Linked DNA regions of Sus scrofa: region 1 is linked to region 2. Evidence: chromatin contacts called from public Hi-C data. All regions are on one chromosome and are shown on one strand. The core of a region is the stretch at or near the end of the contact, and the rest is flanking DNA. Distances in the headings are between cores, read along the strand shown. Region 1 overlaps ERN1 (serine/threonine-protein kinase/endoribonuclease IRE1). Region 2 overlaps ERN1 (serine/threonine-protein kinase/endoribonuclease IRE1).

Region 1 (2,700 bases), core at 196-2,695, 52 kb before region 2:
CTGCCGGGGACCCTTCAGCGCTGCCCCCATGACATCACCCCACCGAGGGTATCGAGTTCCCATCTTGGATTAAGTCGCCCGGGTGGTGTTCTAGTCCCACCACCTCAGTGTGCGCTTCCAGCCTAGGGAGGGGTGAACACCTCCCTTAGCTGCTACATGAAATTAAAGTGGCCTTGTGATTTCAAGGGCCTCTGGCCTCAGCTCTCTTTCCTCCATGGGGGACCCAGCACACATGCTTCCCAAACTACTTCTGTTTAAAAAAGGGTAGAGTTCTGTTGCTACCTCCTTTGCCTGTTATTTGGCAAAAACAATAACCAGAAGAAAAATGGCTACAAGGAGTCAGGATGAACCACGAACAGCAAGGCCTGGACAGCTACAGAGGGAGCGCTAGGGCTCCGCTACCGCCAGGTTCCTCTCTCTGCAACGCCCAGTCACACACCCCCAATAGATGTCACTGCCTTGCTGCCTCCGGGCCCCACGGCTACTCCACGTCCCTGCCCGAGAGCCCCCAGGCCTGACTCTCACTGTCCTGGTCCCCGGCAGCCCCGGCGCCCCCATAGGCTGCATCCCCGCCCTCCCACCTCTGGGGCTGGGGGCAGCAGAGCAGGGGAGGGGGCCACAGGAAGGGCAAAACTGATTTAAGAAAACTCCATCCTGCTCTAATTACTTGGGGCACTTGCTGGAGACAAGTGCTTCTGTGCTCTCTTGCTGACGGTGTTGACAGCGCAGAAATGGAAGGGAAGGAAAGGGGATGCGCCCGGGACTGTGCCGAGGCTCCTGGACCCACTTCTGGGCTCCATCTCCTCACCCTCAATCCCGCCTGGGTTTTCAGCCCTTTTTTCCCCCAACCCCTCACATGCCCAGGCCAACTCCCAAGGGAATTCTTCCACAGAAACTGCTTAACTCTAAGTGGAAATAATAAGGGTGCCACCTCGCCTGGGGTCGTCGTGAGAAATAAGGAAATGATTAGAAAGCGCAGTGTGCCCGACGGTCAGCGTGCAGATCACTGCACAGAGTTTACATTATTTAGTCCTGGAGTTTGGGAACATTCGTTAAATAATTACTGAGAACTGGCTTGCTAACACATCTGTACTGTTTATTTTCCTTGGCAGTAAAATATTCCAAGGTCTGAAAGACCAACTTGGACGTGAACTGAGCACAGTCAGGGCCGGGCTGAGGACAGTAACCAGTAATATTATTATTGTAATGTCCACTACTGGCCACCAGGAGGCAGCAGCCTGTCACGGGGGCCCACGGCGCCAGCTCTTACCAATCAGAAGCCAGTAGTTCCTCAGATAGTTAAGCTTGTTCTTCCCTTTAAGTCCTGGGTTGAACTTCAGGTCTGTGCTGGGCGTGATCACACACTCCCCTTTGTCCCCAATGGTGACACCGTCGGTCTGGGGACCTTCCAGCAGAGGAAGAGTGCTGCCTCGGGGCTGAAAAGACAGCAGGAGCGAGGCTAGGGGTGGCCCTAGGCACAGGGTTCCAGGGTGGGGCTGGTCAGGGAGGCAGAGGGGGACCCAAAGGCCCCAAGACTGAGCGGGAGCTGCCCCATCTGGGGAGGTGACACCATACTGACGTCCTTTAAAACCTGGATGTCTTTTTAAAGGTGAACATCTTTTTAATTTCTTATGTCTGGGAACCGGAAAACAGGAAGGGCATGGGTGGAAATCCAAGAGGCGACTGTGAGAAGCAGACACACAGGAAGGAGCTCACAAATGATACAACTGACCAGGCTGGGAAGCTCCAGCCCGGCGCTGGCTCGGCCACCACTGGACCCAGGCAGGTGCTGCCCTGCGAGGGAGCAGCGGACGGACTCACTGGGAAGACGAGGGATGCTAACCAAACAGCACACACGTTGCAAGGACCAAAACAGCAGCGGGAATCATGATGCTGCAGACACTCAGAGACGAGCACTGCAGGCAAGCTGGCGCGGTCCCAGGGGGCTGGACCGGTCGCAAAGGAAGGAAGGGGAAGAAGGGAGGGCATTTGAAGTGGAGGCGCCATCTGAACAAGGGCTGAGCAGGATGAACAGGGAGCTCCTGGAGCTCAGGGAGGAGACGGACTGGACGGGGCAGCCCCAGAGAGCCATCCACCATGCAGCAGACGCCCACCACCGAGTGGGGCTGGCCTGAGGGGCTGTGCCCCCCAGCCTGGGGAGCTGGGACTTGAACCCGAAAGCAAAGGGGTGGAACCGGGGCTTAGGAGGCTGCTTCAGTCACACATCTCTCCTCGCCAAGTAGAAGGTGGTACGTGTAGAAACTGTCTTTGAGGATTTAAGATCTGTGTCTTGCATCCTTAACAGCAGGATGCATATGTAATGCAGTCACTCTTTGTGAAAATGGAGCAGGAGTGGTTAGGAGGCTGCACCTATGAGCCCACCCATATGTACTTACCACAACGGCGACCCCCTCATGTACCATTGAGGGCGACGCATAGAGGCTGGTGGAATATTTCCCCACATACAGGGTGGGCCTAGGAGACAAACAGATACATGCATTCCGCTGTCATTTAATTCCTGGACCCCACAAAAGGGGACTTTGGGGCAAGAAGTATCACAGCCCCAAATACCACCCAGGAAGAACCACATTAATCCAGTTCTCTGAGCCGTGGCGGGTGAAGGCAAGGCTACTGTCCTGGGAACCTGGAGAACTGGGCTGCAGGCCCCGCTGTTACCTTCGAAGGATGCACAAGCCACCT
Region 2 (2,700 bases), core at 76-2,575:
CCAGTGTAGGGGGAAAAAAACTGTTTGTAAAATACAGATATATGCCTACCACATGTGTATTTGGGAGCAGAACCAGCACAAAAATCAAAGAATTGCCCTCTCTGTCCCCTGAGTCACAGGGGTTTCTGAGGTTTCCTTGACAGATTTTTCTTTTTTATTTTTTTGGCCACACCCAAGGCATGTGGAAGTTCCTGCACCAGGGATCGAACTGCACCACAGTAGCAACCCAAGCCGCTGCAGTGACGATGCCAGATCCTTAACCCACTGCACCACAAGAGAACTCCCAGCACAGAGTATTTAAAAAGGTCCCCAGGTGACTCTTTCAGCTAGGGCGGAGAAGCACTGCCTTAAGCAACACATTCCGAGTTGCAGCTGTGGCCCCTGCACAGGTGTCTCTCCCACTCCTAGAGGCCCCACAGGAATCATGGGTCATTTGCTTTAAGAGAAGAGAGATCCCAGTTAGTTTGGTCAACAAACTCCTCTGACCCAAATGAAGATCAATGACAATGTCAGGTTTGAGGGATGTGACAGCACTATTTGTTCAGAAAATGTATGAAAAAAAAAAAAATCCAGTTTCCATGAAAACACGCCCATGGCCTGGACAATTATTCCCTCATCTGAAATAGAGGGAAAATAATCCACTGGAGGAAGGGGTAGTGTTGAATTGTAATTATAAATTAGTCCACTAACTAGGGAAATCATGTTTAATACATAAGAGGGGCCAACCTTGGATCAAGGTTCATTTTCTAATGGCGAAACATCATGCTGAGGGAAAAATGAAACTGACTAGGAATAATCACAGACCATTTATCTCCTGGGGTTTGGCAGTGGGAAAATTAATCTCATGACCAATAGGAGGGGCCCGTCAAGAGAGCACCACACACTAGGGAGCATGTCCACCCAAGCAAGTATCCTGGAAGCCCTCTCGTTCTGTAGAAAGAAACGCTATTGATAGGCTCCCATTAAAGAATACAGATTACAGTTAAAGCAGCATCTTCCTTATCGCCCCCAAATCTAAAGCCCACTTGCCTGATGATAAAACAGCTCCTTGTTTTATTGGTCTTCAAAAGCCTCCAAGAGAAATTCAATCAATACTTGCTGAGCACCCACTGCAAGGGGGTAGGGCTGCCCATGATGCCAAATGCCACGGAGGATGCAAAGGTAAGACATGATCCCTGTCCTCTAGGACAAACCAGCAAGAGAAGGGTGCCACCCCCCACACACAGGGCACCTTCCTGGCCCCCTCCTCTCTCCCCCATTACTCTCCTGAGACCCACCTGGGCTAACCCAGGTCCCTCCATTGCAGTCCAAGGCCAACACCCTCTCCTGTCATCACACATTCACTTCCTGGTGCCAGAACTTCTCGGGCAGTGGGGGCCTCTGCAAAGGCAAACCCGCCAGACCCAGCCTGATCCTTAGAGAGTTCTATCTTTTCCGAATCCCTTGCCAAAGGCTGTGACTGCAGTGTGGAAACACAACTTTGGTTAAAGGCTTCTAAGATGTGAACTTTCAGTTTTGCTATTTCAGAAACATTTCGGGCATGATCTTACTGAAAAACGTGCACCTGCTTGGATATTATTAGACCTCGAGCAAAGACACACATTTAAACTGTGAATTCAGTGTCAGGGCCTCTTAAAACCTGCTCTCTCTCTCTCTCTCTGACTGTTGGATTCGGCTCCAGAACTGGAAACGGTCAAGGTCCCTGATGGAGATTCTCGGGAGAAGGCAGCATTTCCATCCCAAAGCTGTATCTTTCTCTAGCTGAAACAAAGGATAAGAGGCTGCAAGTCTCTTGGGAGAAAGGAGAGCATCATCTGAGCATTTCCTGAAGCTTCCAGGAAGGCGTGTTGTCTTCTCTTCCCAGTCCTTCTCCATATCCCATTTCACTGCACCATGGCTTGGCCACCTCCTCAGGGTGTGACTGGGGTTGCTTAACTTACATGTTCTAACAAACATACCAGAACATAAGCACTTCAGGGGCTGCTCTTCAAAGGGAAGCAGGAGAATCAGATTCAAGACACCGTTTTGCCACTGGTGCATGACCTTGGACAGGTCACCAGCCCTGTCTGGCCTCAGCTTCTTCATCTGGCTGCTCTGGGAACACAGCAGAGCAGTGACTGTTCAACTTAGAAGGGCAGGGTGATGCCTGAGCGAGGGTGGTGTGTGCCCCAAAACACCAGCCTCGAAGCTTCTAAGGTGCTCCCACTACTACTTATGGACATGCGGCCCATCCCTTAAGTGGGGGTGCAGTGGGGAAAATTTGAGGACTTACTGGACTAGACCAGCAAGATCCCTTCTAGGAGTCTGACATTATTTTTTTGGCCACACTCAAGGCACGTGGAAGTTCCCAGACCACGGATTGAACCTGTACCACAGTAGCAACCCAAGCCGCTGCAGTGACGATGCCGGATCCTTAACCCACTGCACCACAGGGGCCGGGGAGAAGTTCAATATTTATCCACACATACTCCCACTGTTCACCATATTTCTGGAATTTTTTAGAAATCTCTTTCAAAGAATATACTTTTGAATCTTCTAAAAGGGGTAGAAAATCTCTCACTGGCATTTAGAAACAACCAAAAATGCAAGGGTCCCCTAGAAATTGTGCAATCAAGCTGAGTAATAACATTTTTGATCAGAACTTCAGTGTGGACCATGCCAAAGTTAGAGTCAAGCGAAGACTGGAAGGAACTGGGAAAT

Evidence for each region. A called contact is a pair of places that touch in the nucleus more often than the background predicts.
Region 1: a contact with region 2 is called in a Hi-C map of retroperitoneal adipose tissue, with 1.9 times the contacts expected there. The contact joins two enhancer-like sites. A contact is called at or near these places in 5 of 5 promoter capture datasets (fetal liver, fetal skeletal muscle, liver and 1 more), 18 of 47 Hi-C or Micro-C datasets (blood, embryonic fibroblasts, fetal liver and 8 more) and 2 of 2 datasets of contacts at active chromatin or transcription factors (alveolar macrophages and skeletal muscle).

What each region holds. Positions count from the first base shown.
Region 1 is chr12:14,941,391-14,944,090 of Sscrofa11.1, reverse strand. It overlaps ERN1 (serine/threonine-protein kinase/endoribonuclease IRE1), which reads right to left. Exons shown (of 22, transcript XM_005668695.3): 9 at 2,397-2,475; 10 at 1,271-1,436. Among named protein-coding and RNA genes, the nearest start is that of ICAM2, 44 kb to the left of the region's middle. Within about 2 kb of position 1,445, at least 19 of the 83 cell types and tissues checked have an H3K27ac peak or open chromatin away from gene starts, as enhancers often do. A contact at or near this core is called in mesenteric adipose tissue and retroperitoneal adipose tissue, where this site is marked.
Region 2 is chr12:14,889,041-14,891,740 of Sscrofa11.1, reverse strand. The region is part of intron 1 of ERN1 (serine/threonine-protein kinase/endoribonuclease IRE1); the gene reads right to left. Among named protein-coding and RNA genes, the nearest start is that of ERN1, 8.5 kb to the right of the region's middle. Within about 2 kb of position 1,325, at least 7 of the 83 cell types and tissues checked have an H3K27ac peak or open chromatin away from gene starts, as enhancers often do. A contact at or near this core is called in mesenteric adipose tissue and retroperitoneal adipose tissue, where this site is marked.